Regions from separate parts of the Mus musculus genome. Here regions 1, 2, 3, 4 and 5 are each linked to region 6. Evidence: chromatin contacts called from public ChIA-PET and promoter capture Hi-C data. All regions are on one chromosome and are shown on one strand. The core of a region is the stretch at or near the end of the contact, and the rest is flanking DNA. Distances in the headings are between cores, read along the strand shown.

What was found. Promoter capture Hi-C pulls out the DNA fragments that hold promoters and counts their contacts. ChIA-PET counts read pairs in DNA pulled down with a chosen protein or histone mark. Capture Hi-C pulls out chosen DNA fragments and counts their contacts.
Region 1: an RNA polymerase II ChIA-PET map of effector CD8 T cells shows a contact between it and region 6, with 6 read pairs. The contact joins the promoter of Zfp783 here to the promoter of Krba1 in region 6. A contact is called at or near these places in 3 of 39 promoter capture datasets (cranial neural crest, hippocampal neurons and second pharyngeal arch cranial neural crest), 1 of 484 Hi-C or Micro-C datasets (CD4 T cells) and 2 of 115 datasets of contacts at active chromatin or transcription factors (effector CD8 T cells and memory CD8 T cells).
Region 2: an RNA polymerase II ChIA-PET map of memory CD8 T cells shows a contact between it and region 6, with 8 read pairs. The contact joins the promoter of Gimap4 here to the promoter of Krba1 in region 6. A contact is called at or near these places in 2 of 39 promoter capture datasets (the 3T3-L1 cell line and 3T3-L1-derived adipocytes), 1 of 115 datasets of contacts at active chromatin or transcription factors (memory CD8 T cells) and 1 of 9 other capture datasets (adipose tissue).
Region 3: a promoter capture Hi-C map of liver shows a contact between it and region 6, with 4 times the contacts expected there. The contact joins the promoter of Gimap1 here to the promoter of Krba1 in region 6. A contact is called at or near these places in 8 of 39 promoter capture datasets (the 3T3-L1 cell line, 3T3-L1-derived adipocytes, cranial neural crest and 3 more) and 1 of 115 datasets of contacts at active chromatin or transcription factors (memory CD8 T cells).
Region 4: a promoter capture Hi-C map of adipose tissue shows a contact between it and region 6. The contact joins the promoter of Zfp212 here to the promoter of Krba1 in region 6. A contact is called at or near these places in 2 of 39 promoter capture datasets (cranial neural crest and maxillary cranial neural crest), 3 of 484 Hi-C or Micro-C datasets (all in embryonic stem cells) and 1 of 9 other capture datasets (adipose tissue).
Region 5: a promoter capture Hi-C map of liver shows a contact between it and region 6. The contact joins the promoter of Tmem176a here to the promoter of Krba1 in region 6. A contact is called at or near these places in 6 of 39 promoter capture datasets (the 3T3-L1 cell line, embryonic stem cells, hippocampal neurons and 2 more), 1 of 484 Hi-C or Micro-C datasets (the N1E-115 cell line), 2 of 115 datasets of contacts at active chromatin or transcription factors (the 230-238 cell line and embryonic stem cells) and 3 of 9 other capture datasets (adipose tissue, liver and pancreatic islet).

What each region holds. Positions count from the first base shown.
Region 1 is chr6:47,941,354-47,944,435 of GRCm38.p6, reverse strand. It overlaps Zfp783 (zinc finger protein 783), which reads right to left and starts at 1,261. Exons shown (of 6, transcript NR_027963.1): 1 at 1,059-1,261.
Region 2 is chr6:48,682,862-48,686,150 of GRCm38.p6, reverse strand. It overlaps Gimap4 (GTPase, IMAP family member 4), which reads right to left and starts at 1,573. Exons shown (of 3, transcript NM_174990.4): 1 at 1,528-1,573.
Region 3 is chr6:48,737,571-48,740,907 of GRCm38.p6, reverse strand. Gimap1 (GTPase, IMAP family member 1) reads right to left here and starts at 1,861. Exons shown (of 3, transcript NM_008376.3): 1 at 1,752-1,861.
Region 4 is chr6:47,919,192-47,922,415 of GRCm38.p6, reverse strand. It overlaps Zfp212 (Zinc finger protein 212), which reads right to left and starts at 1,848. Exons shown (of 5, transcript NM_145576.2): 1 at 1,667-1,848. The coding sequence starts at 1,690.
Region 5 is chr6:48,839,936-48,843,048 of GRCm38.p6, reverse strand. It overlaps Tmem176a (transmembrane protein 176A), which reads right to left and starts at 1,566. Exons shown (of 7, transcript NM_025326.4): 1 at 1,460-1,566; 2 at 648-845; 3 at 350-460. The coding sequence starts at 842. It overlaps Tmem176b (transmembrane protein 176B), which reads left to right and starts at 1,675. Exons shown (of 7, transcript NM_001164207.1): 1 at 1,675-2,053.
Region 6 is chr6:48,394,239-48,397,139 of GRCm38.p6, reverse strand. Krba1 (KRAB-A domain containing 1) reads right to left here and starts at 1,554. Exons shown (of 18, transcript NM_001347152.1): 1 at 1,253-1,554. The coding sequence starts at 1,264. Gm16630 (predicted gene, 16630) reads left to right here and starts at 1,732. Exons shown (of 5, transcript NR_152250.1): 1 at 1,732-2,502.

The sequences.
Region 1 (3,082 bases), core at 12-2,511, 450 kb after region 6:
TTCTTGTCGTCATTTCCTCCTCGATGCAACTATTAGCCTTCCACTGTATTGGAAATCTAGACATCGATGTAATGTATTTTAAAGCATATGAATAGGTTATATGCAAACACTACACAATTTTATGTAAGGGACTTGAGCATCCGTGGTATCAGCTGTAGTTATTATCATAGTGTTGAAATCTATCCTGTTGGTAAGCTTTCTGGGATGTTAGGTACTGCAAGACAACTAAGGGGCAGGAGTAGGTGGGAAGGAACTGAAGGGTTTCTAGTCCTACTCCCACAACCTCCACAATTCCCAGTTGACTTTCTATTCCTTGTAGTCAGGGAACCTAGAAGGACACACAGCAAAATAGAGAAAGAGAGGTTCTTTTCTAAAAGCTTCCAAGAGACTAAGGTTTCAGAGAGTTGTCTGAGATGTATTGGTAATAATAGATACCACTTACTGAGAGATTTTTTTTACTGGTGAAAATCTTCTAGCATGTCCTCTAAATTGGCACACTGAACATTACCAAGCTAACCCCTCCCCCAGCTTCTTTTTGGAACTCACTCTGTAAACAGGCTGGTCTAGATCCGAGGGCCATTATATCTTGGCAAACCAACCCAGTCACAAAATTTAGAAACCTGTTGCAAATTGGGTTAAGTATTGTTTCCTACGAGAAAGTAGAGTCGCTAGGTATTTTAGTGGTAGGCTCATCCTAAGGTGTTGACCTGAGGCCCCCTTCGCAGCCTCAACCTTGCAGATGTGGCAGGAAGGCGACCCTGGCTCCTGTCTGACTGCTCGGGCGCAGGTCTCAGAAGAACACAGGGACTTTGTGATCTGCAGGGTCCTTCCAGGCCTTCCGGAGAAAAGGTAGCGCCCGGCCTGGCCGGGCTACGGAGGCCATGTCGCGCGCACCGATCTTAGGGCCCAGCCCACCAGGCCGCCTGCGGCCATGTGTAGGCTGATGGCTTCCGTGGCCTGCGTGGCCTCCAGGCCAGGGCCGGGGCCAGGGCAGGGGGTGCTCCGAGCCGGGTAGGCCGAGACCCTCGCACACAGCGGCCATGGACCGGGGCGCTTACCGGGGCAGGCGCCGCTTCAGCCATGACTACCACGTCGTCGCTGGGCTGCGGGCCTCCATCGACGCATCTGGCCAAGCGCCGGCTGATTTTCAGTCAACAGGTCGGCCCAGGCGCGGGCTGCGCGTCGGTGAGGGGCCGGAGCTGCTGTCCAGCGCCCGCACTCTCCACACGGTCCCAAGCCACGTGCCCTGCTGGCCCTAATCTACCGGAGCCGCGGCCCGGCGCGCACGGCGCCCCCTGCAGCCAGAAGGCCCGCACTCGGTGGCCGCTGGCCTGCGGCGTCAACCCTACCCCCAGGGCCCCGGGCGAGCAGGCAGCTGGCTCAGGCAAGCCTTCGGGCGGGTAAATTCGAGAAAGACGCCCGTGAGGAAAACGCTAAGGAAATCCCTGAACTCCGTGCTGGGGCGGGACACCCTCATCCCAAGGGTGTTCAGATTCCCTTTTCTAGGGTAAATTCCATTTTGGGTTTTTCAGAACAAGTAGGAAGCGCTAAGGGGAATGGTGCGTTTAAAACAAAAATACAAGCCAGGCGTGGTGGCGCACGCCTTTAATCCCAGCACTCGGGAGGCAGGCGGATTTCTGAGTTCGAGGCCAGCCTGGTCTACAAGAAACCGTGTCTCAAAAAACAAAACAAACAAACAAAAAAACAAGTCCAGGACTGGGGTGTACCTTAGTGGTAGAGCGCTTGGTAGAACCCGAGGGATGTACTTTCGGAGTATTCTCTCCATGTGCACTCACCTTTGAGGCTCAGAGCCTCTGCTTACCCCCTACAGAGCTCCTCCTTCTTCCCGCCACACCCAGTCTGGACTTAGTTGTACATCTTCTTACTTAGCCTTGGCTGGGATTGAGCGCCCTGCTCTCCCTGCCAGGAGGCTTCAAAACAGACAATGGACACAGGACCACAACTCCACAGCTACTGGGTTCATTTCTAAGGGTTTCTAACCAATTCATGTCCTGAATTATCCTGAATACATTATTCCATTTAAGACCAGTTTCCTTCTGAAACTAGAAAGCTTTACTCGGAAAAGCCATAATTAACCTTTATTTATTTATTTATAAAAATAAAACCGGTCTCTTCATTTCCTGCATTTCACAGCCATTCTATGGTCGTTATTCAACAAGCCAATAAACTTCCAGATGGCAACTGTGCTTTGAATCTTTGGGTTTGTTTTGGTGTGTGTGTGTGTGTGTGTGTGTGTGTGTGTGTGTGTGTGTGTGTTGGGGATTATCTCTAAACAAAGTGTGGGCCAGCTGACATAGTAAGGACACAAACTACCTACCTCTAAGGTGCATCACTGAATCCTTGGCATTTAGGGCAAGACCAGGCAGTGCTACTTTGAGTTAAATCAAAATAAAAAGCTAACTGAGTTCGAGACCAGCCTGGTCTACAGAGTGAGCTCCAGGACAGCCAGGGATACACAGAGAAACCCTGTCTCAAAATAAATAAATAAATAAATAAATAAATAAAATAGTTAAATCACATTTAACTCTTTATATCAAGGTCCAAATCAACATTTAGCATTATTCGTTTTGATTTATTATTAAACAGGTTCTTGTTATATAGCACAGACTGGCCTCATGATCCCTCTGCCTCAGTCTCCCTAATGCTAAGATTGCAGGCTTGTGTCACCATAACTAGCTCCTTATTTTGAAAATTCTTAAGTAATACCACCTAAAAGACAAAACTGCAAGTATGTGCTCATAAAATAGGAACCTCAGTGGATCTCATTAAAGGTCAGTTTAAGACATTTAAGGTGGGCAAGAGATGGCTTAGCGGTTGAGAGCACTGACTGCTCCTCCAGATGGTGGCTCATAGCCATCTCTAATGGGATCCAATGCCCTCTTCTGTTGTGTCTGAAGACAGTGGCATTGCATTCATATACGTAAAACAATTAAAAAAAAAAGACATTTAAGGTTATGAAACACTAATAAATTGCGACCTTCAAAATAATAGTCCAGACATGGTGGCATAATCCTCTAATCCTACTATCTCTGGAGGGACAGAATTGGTGTTTGTGAACCAG
Region 2 (3,289 bases), core at 324-2,823, 290 kb before region 6:
GTTCCTTCATGGACATCTTTCGCTGAAGTCACTGACCTCCCCTCTGTTCCCAGGACCCTTGAAGCACTTTTATCTCCTATGCTTTCTCAGAATTTTCCCTTTCTGGGGGCACTGCTCCAGCCCATCCCCCAGCTGGGGCTGCTCTGCCTCTACTTCCTGAGATGCTCTCTCCAATGGCTCTCTCCTGCAGCAGTGCCAACCTGAGACTCCACTTTTGAGATCACTTGCTTTTGCTGTAACTGCACAGCAGCATTTCCTCATCGAAGACATGATTGTAACACGAAATCATTTTTTAGCATATGACTGTCTCCTCTTTGACTCTGTGACAGGAAACTTTCCAGGCACAGACACAGCACTGGACAAAGGGCGGGTCTCAATTTACTAAACAAGCAAATTGACCTTCTTGGGTCTTTACCTCTCTCTGCTTGGGGGTGGCCTGTGCCACCCAGCCATCCTTCCCTGTTAACCAAGACACAGTTATGTAGAAACACTCAGCTCATTTGAGTGTTTCCTCTACCTAATACACATGAACACATTTGAAAACTCTGGAGCCAACTACAATCAGGACAGGTTGGAATGCTCCTTGGTAAGGACAGAGTCCCCACACAGGGAGCCCTCAGATACAGATGTGAAGCAGAACTCTAGATGCTTCTTTTGAAAGAGGCTTTTTATGCCTGAAGGCCAGGTGGGTGGAAGACAGCTTCTCATAAACTAAAAAGAAACCACAAACTCACACAAAGCATTGGTTCTTAGCACAGACTTGATTTGGTGATTAGCAAGGAGGCCCAGTATCAATGGTAGAAAATTTCTCAAAACTTTCTCGGGGTCGGGGGAGACAGAGGGCACAGGGTGACAGAGGAGCTCTTTAGACTCTAATTCATCTGTAAAACCAGGACCTGTGTTTCTGTAGGTGCAGATTTCATTGACTAAGTCATCCCCGCTCTGCCTATGACCAAACGTCTACTACTGGCTTCAGAACAGTAGCCACAGTAAACATAACCTCCCTACTTAGACCTACCTGGAGGGAGCTCAGCTCTTCTAAGAACTCGGGGGGGAAATAGTTTCCCCAAGAGGCAGGTTCCCTAGGAAGCAGCTTACAGGAAAAAGATAAAGGCTAGTGCTAATCCCAACATTATGGCAGCTTGGGGGAGCTGTGCCAAGCTGAGCCTGTTAGGGATCCTCCGCATCCCTGCCTTCTTCCTGCCTGCTCTCTCCAAGCTAACTCAGTCATTCTCTTCCTGGAAGAGTCACATTTAAAAAAAAAATTTTTTTTTTTTGACCAGTGCAGGAATACTTTCCCTGTAGAAAAAGTGTCCTCCTCAAAGCAGCGAACCCTGAAGCACACAGGAATTTGTAGAACTCAGCCTTCAACTCGGACTACAGCCTAAAATTATCAGGCTGGAAACAGAAGCCAATGAATACAATTCCCAAGAGCAGGTCTGTCAGGAGGTTTACTAGACACAGCTAGTAGAGAGGCCCCTTCCTCACCAAATTCAACACCCACATCATCCATCCCTATTCTCTTACCTGAAAATCTGGGTCCTTTGACCTTCTCTGATTTCGAAACAATACTAAACACCAAGAAAACAGAGTAGCAGAGAGGAAGCGAGGGGGAGGAACTGTGGAAATAGGAGTGTGCAAGGGACCCACCCATCTTCCTAGCAAGCTGCACTGCAGAACGTTCTGCAGTCCTCTTGTTCTGTGTCATCTCATGTGGTACCCATGGGCTGCTGGTAGCTACTTAGCACTTGGAATGTGATAAATCAATAGTCACGTTTTTTCACCACCAGGACTTTAGTTGACTGCAATATGGTCCATCATAGTAAATAACGGTCAGTCAGCTCTTGTTTGGCAGAACAATCTGTAAATGTGAATGACAATGACTTGGCTGGCAGTGATATTGAATCTCCTGTATGTTTGTTTAAGAAATGAGAGAAAGGGGGCTGGTGAGATGGCTCAGTGGGTAAGAGTACCCGACTGCTCTTCCGAAGAACCGGAGTTCAAATCCCAGCAACCACATGGTGGCTCACAACCATCCGTAACGAGATCTGACTCCCTCTTCTGGAGTGTCTGAAGACAGCTACAGCATACTTACATATAATCAATCAATCAATCAATCAATCAATCAATAAAAAAGAAGAAGAAGCCACTAACTTCTGGGCAGCTGAGCTTAAAAAAAAAAAGAAAGAAATGAGAGAAAGAAATAATTGAGTAAGAGAGAAAGAGAGAGAAGAGAGCTCCTTGTTAATAGCATATAAATAGAATCTACTTTTTTTTTTTTAAAGATTTATTTATTTATTATATGTAAGTACACTGTAGCTGTCTTCAGACACTCCAGAAGAGGGAGTCAGATCTCGTTACAGATGGTTGTGAGCCACCATGTGGTTGCTGGGATTTGAACTCCGGACCTTCGGAAGAGCAGTCGGGTGCTCTTACCCACTGAGCCATCTCACCAGCCCCTAGAATCTACTTTTAATTTGGATATTTAGGTATTTTTACATGTCATATAATTCATGATACAGTTGGATTTAAATAGCACATCTATATCATATCTCCTCTCCTCAGGGGTCAGGGCTTATTACAGAAGAGGGGTGAAAAGACTGGAGTCATTGAACACTGCAGTGAAACACTATTTGCTGGATATGACAAGGTCATTTCACACAAAAATTTGCATGGACCAAAACCTCAGTGCTGATGGGGAAGGGCTCATGAACTCTTGCCCTATCTAAGGAGAGCTGTGGGCAATTGATTGCTGCTAGTGTTTGTGTGTGTGTGTGTGTGTGTGTGTGTGTGTGTGTGTGTGTGTGTGTGTGTGTGAGAGAGAGAGAGAGAGAGAGAGAGAAAGAGAGAGAAGTTGTGAAGTTTTTTTCTCAGGAGCACTGCCCCTAAGAGGTTACCCATTTGTTGGTAGATGATTCCACATCTCTGCACATATGGACAGCACTAAGTGGAGTTTAGATTTTTTTTCTTAAATGGGGGAGAGAGACAGAGACGACAAGAAGTTGGGAAGGAAAGGAGAGGCCTAGAGAAGGAATCAGAGGGGACAGACACTGGAGTGGAACTAATCCAAACACACTATGTGACTGTATACAATTCTTTAACAATACACAGTCACAGTCCTGCTACCAGATTTCTTCTTGTCCAACCTGTTCTTTCTCTCCTCTTCTCTATTATTCTGCCTACTTTGGGGCTGATTCTTGTGTAATTTCACTTTTATTTCCACTTGTTGATTTTTTTCAGGACCTCCCCCTCTCTCTCTCCCTCTCCCTCCTTCCCCTCCCCCCTCCCC
Region 3 (3,337 bases), core at 612-3,111, 340 kb before region 6:
GCAAAGCAGTGCCCCCCCCTCCCCCCCCAGTCTGCTACTCCAACCTCTTATTCAGCTAACAGGTCTCAGCCAGTGACTGCCCAGAAATCAGATTCAACCTCTCCCTGGCCTTTCTCTGGTGATAGCTTTGGTTCCACATTCCTGTCTGAGTGCTTATCTGCATCTCTCCACCATTTCATGCTCCATCTCTTTGTCTCCACTATGGGTGACATGTTCCCTCCCTCTCTTCCTCCTGTGGGCACAACACCAGAGAAGGGTAATGTTAACTCAATAGCCTATCTCCCACAGAAGGGCTTTGCAAACCAGATGGGCTAATACCCCTTCCATCTCCCAAAGCCTTTAGTCAAACACTCTGTGGGATTCCATGTCTCTGTCCTGTGTGCAGAAATCAGCAAATGCCCACAAATGACACAGATCAGAACTGAAGAAACAGCCGTAAGAGCGGGGGCAATGAGCAAGGTAAGAGCGAGAGCAATGAGCAAGGCTTCTGCAGGAGCTGGAGGAGCTCTTCCTGGGGGAAAATGAGGAGGAGGCACAGGGACTCCATGGAAGCCCAGGGCAGGACGCTGGGGCTTCCAGAGTTCAGAGTGGAGGCTGGGCTTCCTTTGATAGTTTCTAAGAGAAAGGCAAACACCGAGTGAAATCTCGGGCGATAAATGTTTCTATTATCTGGGAACATAAAGCACATGCAGTTCTATATGCTCAAGAGAGCCCGGGATAGTCCAGGTCCTTGCCTACAAGCTTGATGGGGTTTTGGTTTTTGTTTTTTGGGGCTTTTTTGTTTGTTTGTTTGGTTGGTTTGGTTTGGTTTTTGTTTGGTTGGTTGGTTGGTTTTGGTTTTTGGTTTTTTTGTTTGTTTGTTTTGTTTTTTTGAAGTATTTAGGTGTTCCCCTCAACATCACACTTCTTGGATCTATCCTCAGTTGTTCTGATACAACAAGTAGTATCTTTCTCACAAGCTTAATCTGCATCCAGAATTTGAAGAACATTATTTCTTAAACCCTTCCTTGTAGACGCGGAGAAACAGAGGTATCCCTGCAGTTGGAGTGGGACAAACTCCAGGAAGACAAGTGAGGACTAATTCCATTCCTCTCAAGTTTGCTAGAGCCCCTCCGACTGGCAAGGAGAAGAAGAGACTTCTGAGAGACAGACGTGGCCCATGAGGAGTAGCCATGAAAGCATGGTTTATAAGGACACAGAAGGATCGTTTGCCTTTGCTGAATGTGCTTTTTTTTTCTATAGAAAGAAACATTTAATGAAATTTCTTTCAAAATTCATCACTTTACTCTTTAACTTGTTTTTTGGCCAAAGTACACAGTCCTGGAAGGTACTAGGTAAAGACATGTTTTTTCAAGACCTTTTAAGTTTCTTTGATACACCAGACATCACCAGCTAAAGATACCATGCAAATCAGAAAACTCTATTTTTTTTTTTTTTTTTTTTTTGAGGAATGGACTGTGCTTTGCTCCTGGGAGGAGATCTAGAGTACATTTCCCTTACTGTACGAAAAGAGTGAGGGAAGAGATAAGCTTTGTTCATCAAAGATGTGTGAACTCCTAAGACTTCCTCCAAACTTGTCGATTCGAAGCCCAGGCCATCCTAACGCATCCGGAAGCCCCCCTTGCCTGTGATGCACGCTCGCTCGGAGTGCTCCTGCATAGTGCTTTGTACAATGCAGGTGTATAGGTACCAGACACTTTGGTCTCACAGCCCAGCTTCCTCTCCACCCCAGCTCACAGCCTCAGGCTCACCTTTCTTGCTGACAGTCCCTGAAGTGACCCAGAGAAGCCCCGGCCTCGCCTTCCCTTCGCTTGTGAGTGCAGAAGTCTCTCCTTGCCCAGGGCTGAGCATAGAGGAAGTCGCTAGGCTGCCTGGGTCTTAGAGATCAGGAAACTGAGAGAAAGGCCGGATGATGATGGCTTAAAGAGACAGAAACATTTTCCATGTAGTTGTGGTCTTAGCATTCCTCTATGAAATCACGCACTCTATCTTCTCTGTGACTAAAGGCTGTTTGTCCAGAAGGGTTAGTAGAATCAAACATGTCAACAGAGCCTTCCTTGGCTGACTCTATTCTAGAATTGGCTACAGGTAATCTTCCGTGTGTGTGTGTGTGTGTGTGTGTGTGTTTTGTGGTGGTGGTGGTAGTGGTGGTGGTTGTTGTTGTTTGTTTGTTGTTTTATTTTTATTATTTTTGTTTCCATTTTTCTCTTTAAGGATTTCTCTTACTACAAAATAGCCTCCAATTGAGATTGGAGGATGACAAATTGAAGCCCATTCTAGGCTACTAATCTTTTTAAGACCCCCACTTCAAAACAAAACAAACACCAAAGGCTCAGGGTTTAGCTTATTGATAGAGCATTTGCCTAGAATCATTTGCCTAGCATATACAAAGTCCTAGGGTCTATCCAGTACCAAAGAAAACAAAAAAGAAAAATTTACAAAGAATAGAATATCTAATATCACTAAGACTGATATTGGCTATTAGTGATTAATCTTTAAATTAGTGCATGCATATTTTGTTCATTCCTATTTTACTAAATAAAGGCTTTGATTGGAAATGTGAGTTACTTTAAAAATGTCTTTTAATGGTTGAAGTAATTGCATGATTTTTCTTTTGATCTATTAATATTGTAAACTATGTTTCTATGTAAGTATATTTATGTAAGTGTTTGTATACTTGCACGCACATGTGTATGTGTGTCTGTGTAAAAGGGTTGGGTTCCAAGGCATATGGACTATTGAGGTGGAGATATCTGGTGCTGAAAGAAGCTATGAGGGAGTAGCCTTGGGATTTACACCTGAGAGAGGAAGGAAAGAAGACGGTATTGGATAAGGATAAGATTGAGTCAGTCACAACAAATGCTGACTCCACAGGGAATTCTACAGTTTGCGTAGACCTTGAGATGGAAGGTGACGAGACTGCATTTCACAGTTCTATCAGCCAGTTATTGGATGTAAACTTCCACTGGAGAAAACACTTAACCTAGAGGCATCGCTCTTCAGCAGATGCCAACCTCCGGGCAAGGGTGATAGTCAGACAGTGGGTACTGCCAGTTGGCTGCACTCCTGGTCAGCTGGAGGGAGAGGCTGTGCTGCTGCTGCATGTTGGCATGCTGATAGAATCTCTCTTGCTTCATTATCTGAGCCATTTGAAGAGATGTGTCAATATGGTTTTACATATGTCCCCCCAAAGCAGGCATGTCCAACTCTAGGGAGATGGAGGCAGGAGGATCGTAAGTTTAAGGCTCTGTTTCAAAATAACTGAAAGTGGGCCTGAGGATACAACATGTGGGAAGCCCTAGGTTCAATCCTCACTAGAGAGGGTGGGAATCTCCTC
Region 4 (3,224 bases), core at 599-3,098, 480 kb after region 6:
CTCAAACACTACTGACAGAATCCACAGTTGAAGAAAAGTGTTTCCTGGGAGTGAGGAAACACATATGCAGCAGACAGAGAAAAAGATATTCTGCAAAGCAGGGGAGGGGGAACTCAGGAAGCTACCAGATCTGGGAGGCTGGAGCTTCATCCTCTAATTTAGAGCTGTTCAGGTGAAGATGGCTGATTGCTCATAGTTGTTGTGCAATAGGCCATGAACTTGTAGAGCTAGTCCATCAGCAGGGGACCTGCTGGTGGGAGACAAAAGACTAAAAAGCCTTTGCTTTAAGCTGCCAGTCTTGCCTCAAGTCAGGAGCATCAGGAAGATAATGTCCATCTTGGAAATCTGTCTGCCTAGCCAAGGCCTCTCTCCCTATCTGCTTACCCTGCAGGGGGTCTGTTTAACTCCTGGTCTCTTATTTACACCTGGATGCACAAGTAGGATTGCTCCAAGTTCAGAGCCAGCCTGGTCTACCTAACTGGTTCCAGGCAGCCAGGGCACAAAGTAAGACCTTATTTTGAAAGATTAAAAAACAAAAACTAAACAAAACAAAAAGACAAGAAAAATACTTATGCCTGTAATATCTGCAAGTTGGGAGTCAGAGGTAGGAGTTTACAGTCATTCTCAGATAGGCTAGGCTGGGGCACATGAGAGTTTGCCTCAAAGCACAACCACTACCAAACAAACCCCAGCAGAATGACTTACACCTGTAAACTTAGCACTGGGGAGGCTGAGTCGGGAAGATTGTCATCAGCTTAAGGACAGCCTGTGAGGCTCTGTCTCAACAGTGAAAAGCCAGTTCAGGTCCATCTATCCTATTTTCCTATGTTAACCTCTACTGTGACACAGTATGAGGAGACTGGAGCCAGAAAAAAAAAAACGTAAAAATGCTTACAAGGAACTCAACATTCTCAATTCAAGTTAAGGAGACAAAGGCCTAGAGAAGTGAGCATAGACTGCCTTCCGAAGACCATGCACTGAATATATAGATAGATGAACGCTGAGTTACGGAAGATATTCCTCAAACCAATTTTCAGTGTCTTCACATTCTCTGAAAAGAGAGACAGCTGGAAGAGGCGGTAAGCGGATAACAATGCGCACCCACAGTTTTGTAAAAACAAAACAAAACAAAAAACAAGCAAGCAAACAAACAAAAACAGCAAATACACCAGTCCCCAAGGAGAGAAGGCTTCAACCTGTGGCTGCAAACTCAGTACAGATAGCTATGGCAGAACATGGCAACCGGAGCAGAGCCCCACTGGTCGGAGAGAAGCCCTAAGTCCTGGGGTCTTCCGTAGCTGAGCTCAAAGGCAACAACCCAAACCCAGGGTTTTATCCCGCGCCTTCACTCCAACTCAGAAAACGAGTCCCTAGTTGGCACGAAGCAGGAAAATATGTGGGCGCAGTCACAAACAATTCAAAAAGCCTCGCAGAAGTTTCTGCGGAAAGACGCAGAGCATCCGGGCTCTGAGCCTGACGCAGAAGGACCCAGGGAGCAAGCGAGCGGGCGGGCGGGCGGAGGGCGAGGGTACCGGGAGGGAAGTCAGCATCCGCCGGCGCCAACGGCCGCGGAGGAAACCAAGCCTGCGACCGAGCGCCTCAAGCCCCGCCCCGGGCAGGGCGCTGTCTCCCCCAAGGCCCTCCCGAGCCGGCCGGAGCACCTTACCCGAGTAGGCGTCGACTCCGCCATGGTCGCAGTCGCCCCACAACACCGACTGGCGGGATACTGCTCGAACTGTACGCCGCTCCGCCAGACGTCCTCACCCTCCTGGAAGCCGCCGCCGCCGCCGCCGCCGCCGTGTTGATACAAGGTGCATTCTGGGAGCGCTCCCCACCCCCAAGAAGAGCGGCAGCGGCTCCTCCTACCGCGCGGTATTTCTGTTGCGCCACTGTGCTCCTGGAAGGGGAACAGCAGCCTGGAAATTCAGTCATTGAGTGTGGGGTGTAAGCGTAAGGATTCTCAAAATCAAGAGCATTTTCTGAATTTGAGTCCTGCACTCCGCGAAATGCTTTAAGAGATTCAAATATGTGCAAGTTTAAAAAGGCGCGGGAAGGAGAGAGAGAGAGAGAAAGGCGTAGGGAGGAGAGCGTGGGGACTAGTAGAAAAGGAGGCTAATGGGGGTGGATGTGAACACCATACGTTCTGGACTTGCATGCAATTGTCAAAAATAAAAATAATTTTTAAAAAATGTGTACAAATGTGTACACCCTTTTCTGTGAGGGAAGAACACAGCTGAAGCTAAAGAAAAGGTGAATTCTCATAGGCAAGTGATTTTCTTCCATGCTCACCTATGACTTGGCTTTTTCTGGTCAATCCATTATAGAGTGTTAATTATGGTAATCACTTGCATTGCAGAATTCAAGATAGCCTTAATCACAAATAATTAACCTAGTCCTCACCGGGCAGTGATGGCTCATGCCTTTAATCCCAGCACTTGCGAGGCAGAGGTGGATGGGTTTCTGAGTTCGAGGCCAGCCTGGTCTACAGAGTGAGTGCCAGGGCTAGAAACCCTGTCTCAAAAAAACTAAATAAATAACCTAGTCCTCATGCCAGGGTGCCAGGGTATTAGAGGCAATGTGTTCTGCATTCTGGCTTGGAAACATCTGGCCACATCATTACCACCCCAGCGCTCAGGTGTTTGAGGCCAGCCTCAGCTATATAGTGAGTTTTTGACTAGCCAGAAATATCTAAAGAGACATTGATCCAAACAACACCCCCAAACCCAGTACTTGCAGTACTCAAATGCCTCATTTCCATTACATTGTCCTGGACATGCTGAGTGAGAATGACATGAGTTTCCACTAAGTGTGAATAGCTTCCTCTAAGAATTCAAGTACTCTCACTAGACTGGTCCCTTCTTCATTTTTCTGCAAATGATCCCTGTCTACACTGACTACAACTAACAACTTTCTCTAGAACCCAAGCCGATGGCCTGCTGAAAAAAAAAATTCTCAGCATCTGTTTTAACAGGCACTTAAAAACCTACATTTATATTAAAATAATAATAATTTTTTTAAAAGCGCTGACTCATTTAAGCCCCCCACAGCAGTCTGGGTGTGTCTGTGCCTTCATTTTATCTTTGTTTGTTGCCTTTGTTTGGATCAAATTCCTGCTTGACTCCATAACCGTGTCAATCAGTTGAGTGTGTCTACTTGTCCCATCTCATCCCCTTTCAAGCTGAAGGCAGAGGTAAGTCATTGTCCTGAACCAGCAGTCACCTTGA
Region 5 (3,113 bases), core at 317-2,816, 450 kb before region 6:
AGAAGACAATGCTTCCTGCCTGATGCACTCCGCTTTCCCTGTCTTGAGGCAGGCATTAGAGGTAGATAAGCCCTGAGAGCCTTAACTGTTGATGACTACTGATGGCAAGGAGCTTCTGTCAGCCTGCTGGGAGAAGCATGGGACAAGAGACAAAGCTGACCTGCAGCTGCACAGGCGACCATTTCATCATTTGTCATGTACACAAGCACCAGACTGGCTTACTTAATTCAGGTCTTGTTTGGCTACATACTCTGGGGTGCCACATCAATGGTGGTGGTGGAAGGGAAGCAAAGGGACCGCCATCCCTGTGCTCTCAGACAGCCCTGGACCTTCATGATGCCACACTCACCACGATCCCAGTCCAGAAGGGGGCGCCTTCGGAATACATGGCTAAATAATGGCCTATGTAGAGGGTTCCACCCAGAACCACACTCAGAGCCCCCAGCACAGTCTGCACCACCTGGAAGAGAGAGGACTTGAAACACAGCTCTCCAGCAGCAGGGCTACCTGTTAGCTGCAACTGTCTGTACACACAGACAAAATCAACTCAATGTCTTAGGAGGACAGATGTATAGAGGAGGCCAGAGGAAAATATGGCCCAAATGAGGGTCCCTCCCTGGGCCCATCAAGCACGTAGCTACTCTCACCCAGGAGGCCACCAGCACTCTGCTGCTGCCCTGGCTCTGGGTGGAAGCGGATGCTGGAATCCTTAGCAATGAGCATCCGGCCAGCAGAAGTTTGGCCAGAGCAGACTCCTGGTGGATGTGCACATCAATGTGGGTGGGTTGTGGAGCCTCAGGGTCCACCTTGCCGACGACTGCAGTCTCCATGTCTGTGGACATCGTCTGTGAGGGAGAAAAGGAAAAGCAGGAAGAAATATTTGGCAGATGTTTCAGAGGCGGCTTGGAGTTGGGGGCTAACAGAGACACAGAATGGCTGCCCCTGGCTGTGGAGCTGTATCTTCAGCTCTTTTGGAGGGTTGTCTGTCAGGGAAGCCTGATGCTGGAGTACCCGCTTCACCCCACATTTGCTTTGTGCCCCACTGCCATGGTCTTCAGGAGCCTGATGTTTGGATCAAGCAGAACGCACACAACCTATCTCTTCACCCAACCTCTGATTGGATCTCTTCTCCCCAGCATTTTCTGAATCCAGGTCAGAGGCCAAGCCCCTTAAACAGTGTCCCCCTCTAACTGCCCCATAAGCTTCTGTTGCAATTATCTCTTCCCTACCAGGGTCCCAGGGACCACCTCACCCAGACGCCACCATCTCCTTGGATGAACGACAAGCACTGACTGACCCTGTCCCCACAGAATTGAGTGGTAGAGATGGAGGCCATACCTGTCCCTGGAGGCACACCCCAGTGTGTCCACTCCCCTAGCAAGCTCGCAGGGCGTCAGACTGGATGGATCTGGATGGACTGGGAAACGAGCTATGCTAAAGTGATGGTGGGCTGTCTTACCTGATTCCTCTGGGACCGGGGAAGTGTGCAGCAGGGAAGGCCAGAGCTCACACAGAGGCGCTGGCAGTAGTTGAGAACTTCAGCCCTGGCAGGAGGAAGAACCTGGGTGGGAGCCAGAAGGGGAGGGGGAATGGGCAGACCTCAACACTTCCTGGCAGGCAGCTGGGACTGAGGGCCCCTTTAGGGGTTTTCCAGCAGGCAGCTCCTCACTGGGCACTGGAGAGCTGGAGAAGGTGGGCGAGGTAAGAGCTGGGGTTGGCACTGATTGTTCCTGTGGAATCCTTTGATTGCACAGTGCTCTCTCTCCCAGTCAGGGATAGAGCTTTCTGAGCAGGTGCTGGCCTGTGCCACCTTGGGTGTATGAGTGTATCTGTGTCACCTGTATCCCTGCTCCAGCAGGCCTGATCATCTACTCCTGATGGACCCCCCTCAAGTGGGGCCCTTTCCTGTCAGCTACTTGCTGGCAAACTGAGAGACTCCATGTCAGGCCCCATCCCTCCACCCCCTTCTTGCTCTCCTCTCTCTGGGGTCAGCTTTAAGCCAGCTCCTCCCAGACCTCTCAGTTCCAGCCCCACCCATCGCAGAGGACAGCAGGTGAGACAGGACCCTTCACGGCCCCTTGGTAGCCCCCTTTTGAAGCATAGGGTTCCTTCTTCTCTGGAAGAGTCTCCAAGTCTACTCCTCAAGCTCCATCTTGGCTCAGGATGCTTCTCCTTCCTTCTATCTCTGCTTTCCTGTAGGACTCTGGGGAGGGAGGGATGTGTTGGACAGAGGATGTGACTCTGGAAACAGGGCTGAGGCTGGGGAGGTCAGAGTCTGGCTTTACCTTCCATAGTTATCAGTGCCTCACGCCTGCGTTCTAAGAGCAGGGCCTTTGAGACCACGCAGAGGTGGGACAGCTGTGGGGACACGGGGTGTTCTTTTTCTTTGTTTCTGAACACTGGGAGGAGGGATATCAGAGAGCCACTATCTGGAGCGGTGCCAGAAGTGGTGAGAGGCTTCTTGGTGCCTAGGGCTTTAGTTCCTGCTCTGCAGAGGAAGCAGAGGGATTCTGGGTGGCCAGGGCAGGGATAGCACTGGGGGTCTAGAGGGGGCCAGCACCCAGACAACTGAGACTTTATTCCTGGAACCTCAAGGGAAGGTGTGAACCTGAGGCCTTCATTTGTGTTTCTCTTCGTCCCTCCTGAAAAGTTGTCAGACTCCTGTGCTTTCGGCTCTGAGGTGCACGGGTGAGTGGAAGGTGCTCCGTGGCGTGGGGGAGAACATGAAGGGATGCAAAGGGAAGTGACTGGAGTGGCCGTCAATATCCAGTCAGAACTGATGCTTAACCAGACTGCCCAGGAGAGCCACTGGGCAGAACTTCTTTTGGACAGAGGCAAGCCATCAGAGGGGCTAAATGGTTGTTATAAGCCCATAACAGGAGACAGTGGGAAGCTGTGTTAAGCTCTGTGCTGATTAGAATGGAGGCCACGCTGAGGAAGTAATCAGGCAGAATATGAAGACCTCATGGGCCTGCCTGAGGCCCTATGGAAACTCGGAACAGTGGTTTTATTCAGTGGGAGAAAAGTAATATATACCACAGACCACAGTAGAAACTGTTTTTCAGAAATTAATACCTGGACCAGCACCATAGGTCCTTGCCTCTGTATCTACC
Region 6 (2,901 bases), core at 305-2,804:
GACAGAGTGGATGGGGAGATTAACTTCAGAACAGCTACCGCTGGCTTGCCATCTGGACCTCTGCCCAATCATCAGAAGAAAACCTTCCAGGATTAACTAGGACCACTGTAGATGATCAATCTCCTTGCTCATAACTCCCATGATGGCTTCCTAAGAAACTGTGTCAGTCTCTGTATGAAATTTTAGTTTCAGCACTCAGTCTTGTATCAGCCTAGCCCCATTGCCCCAGCATGCCTCAGGCTACCAGGGTCAGACCCTGTACCATGGCTGCTACTCACTGTCCCCAACTGTAGACTGTGCACACACCCCTGTGATTCTGTCACCCCTGTCACAATGAACATAAAGATCTTAGACCATCTCTGCCCCTCTTCCTTAGCCTGGGACCTTGTACTCTCAGAGACCGTGCCTGACCATCTTCTCTATGCAGTATATGAATACTCTTCCTTGAACATCAGGTTGGAGAGATCTGTGGTTCAATTCCCTCATCTACAGAACAGAAAACCCAAATAAGCAGACTCTAGGATGGGGCCAGTGGGAGTATCTGAGCAAGAGTCTTGGGCTACCTGTTAGCCATAGCTAAAAAAGACGCTTCCAGGCCAGACAATGTTCGATTTACCTGGCTTATCGTTTCTCCTGAGATTCTTGTGGGGTATTAGTGATGTCCAGCCACGACCTCAACACAGTTGCCTAAGTTTGGCCAAAGCTCGTGGACCAAAATTGCACATCTGACTCTGGGTGTCTACCCAGAAGGCAGTGCAGCAACTGCCCTGGCATCTTCACAGCCCACGATCCTGCCGAAACTGTACCTAGGCCACAACAACTGATGTGGCTCTTCTTCAGCTCTGGGACTGACATATTTTACCAGCATTAACTTCGATCTGTTTTCTTTCTCCCCACTTTTCCGGCCCAATTCACGGGGATTACGTATCTTAACAAAAATAAATGTCAGATTTAGTTATTCCCCCAAGACCTGCTGAGGCTTCAGTCGTGCACACCCTCTCACGATCTTGTAATGAAAAGCCAAAGGAATGAGTTCCCCAGGTAGAAAAAAAGCTCCAGGTCCGTGTGTCCTGGGAGAAGGGGAGAGCCTTAGACTTCTGGTTAGGGAATTCTGGGCACTGGCCGACCTTGATCGGCTCACTCGAGCTCAAAGTCGGCGGTGACGGATCCTCCCGGGCCTGTTGCCCTGGGGACTGCGCTGCACCAAGAAGCCCGACCGCGGCGTTCGTCGGTCCGCAACGGCTCGTCTTACCTGGAGCGCCATGGCGGAACTCAGCTTCGCGACTCCCTGGCCCACCCAGCTTCCGGTGCGGCTCTGGCTGGAGGCTGCACCGAGACCCTCGAGACCCTCGGGGACAGCGGCCCAGTTCTGCACGACAGGAAGCGGGGCCGGGGAACTCGCTACACCGAGAACCGCAGAGTTGGCTCGTCTGGGTCGGTCTGGCGCTTCGCATCCCGGGAGGGGTGGTCCCGCTTCCGCCCGCAGCCCCCAGCCTCACAGCGGTAACGACGCAAGCGCAGACTACACTTCCCAGAGGGCGCCGTGCCTGGGGCGTGGCTTCAGGGGGTGTGGCGGGGTTCTCCTTTACTGCTCCGTCCCTCACACCTCTAGCTCCTCAGGTTCAGGCACCCGCCTGGCACTGGTTAGTTACATCCTGTCGAGCTTGCGGCTTGCGCATGCTCAGGTGCAAACAACCGTTCATCCAAATAACCAACCATCCACTCCTCCGTTCTCTTTAGCATCCGGCGCTTTCTGAGTGCGCCCTGTACAGGTGCCAGGTTAGGATGCATGGATAAAAAGGGACCAGTTTCTCCCGTTGGCTGCAGTCACGTAAACCCGACCCTGAGTGGCTGAGGGCCAGGGCACAGTGGCTCACCGCTACACTGATCTGCATCACTACATTTTATGTGACTATTTGCTTGCTCGTGTTGCCCACTGATGGTGGCGGCCCCAGTAGTTCCTGACAAACGCTAGGCTTAAATATATGTATGATGTGTGGACTAAGTGTGTGCCCCATCTCTGGATTCATTTGTGCTGCTGTCTCTGTGGTGCAGACATAGTCCTTAGGCTGCACTTTGAGGCTCATTTTCCTTCCTGGAGCCCTCGTCTTTCCCTTCATTGTATGGGAAAAACTCAAAGAGAAGTTTTTGGAGCTTTGAAACAGGTGCTTGGAGCCACAGCAGAAGCCACCATACCCAGGACTTGTTCTCGGCTCTCCACTCCTAAAAATGTCTGCAGGGGCGTCCCCTTATCTGCGATCCGAGGAAGGACGATTTCTCCCTAGCCACCCCAGCATAGCTCTTTAGTGACTCTGGCCTACGTGGGCTCCACTGGCATACTGGCTTTGTATGCTGGCATGCCAGAACACATGATCGAGCAGAGACCACTAACATTACTGCCCAGCACAGCTGAGTGAATTTCTTCCTTCACACTCTAAGGACAGGACCGCAGCATGGAAAAAGAAAACTGAAAGTTCAGTCCATCTCCAGTAGCATCTCAGGGTAAGTCCTAGGCCTCAAGCCAGGGACCTATGATCCCTAAGCCACAAAATCCTCTCAAAACCTTTCAAAAAGAAAAAAGGAAGACATAATTTACAGCATGTGAAGTGTCTTGACGCTGTTTTGCTTTAAGTGTCCTCCTGTCTGGGCTTGGTGCAACATTTGGAGATTTGGGCCATCTGTCACTAAGAAGAGCTTACACCATCAAACTGGCTGAATGGCCAGTTGTTAAAGTTACAGAAACAACTGCTGCCCATTCATTACCCTTTTGACTATTTTTTGCCTCCACACCAGCCCTTATAATCTTTACATTAAAAAGTTTTACTCCAGATAACAGGGGTGGTAGTCTGGGATGTGATACCATGACAAACAATGATTGTGTTCAGGGAAGGGAAAAGATTT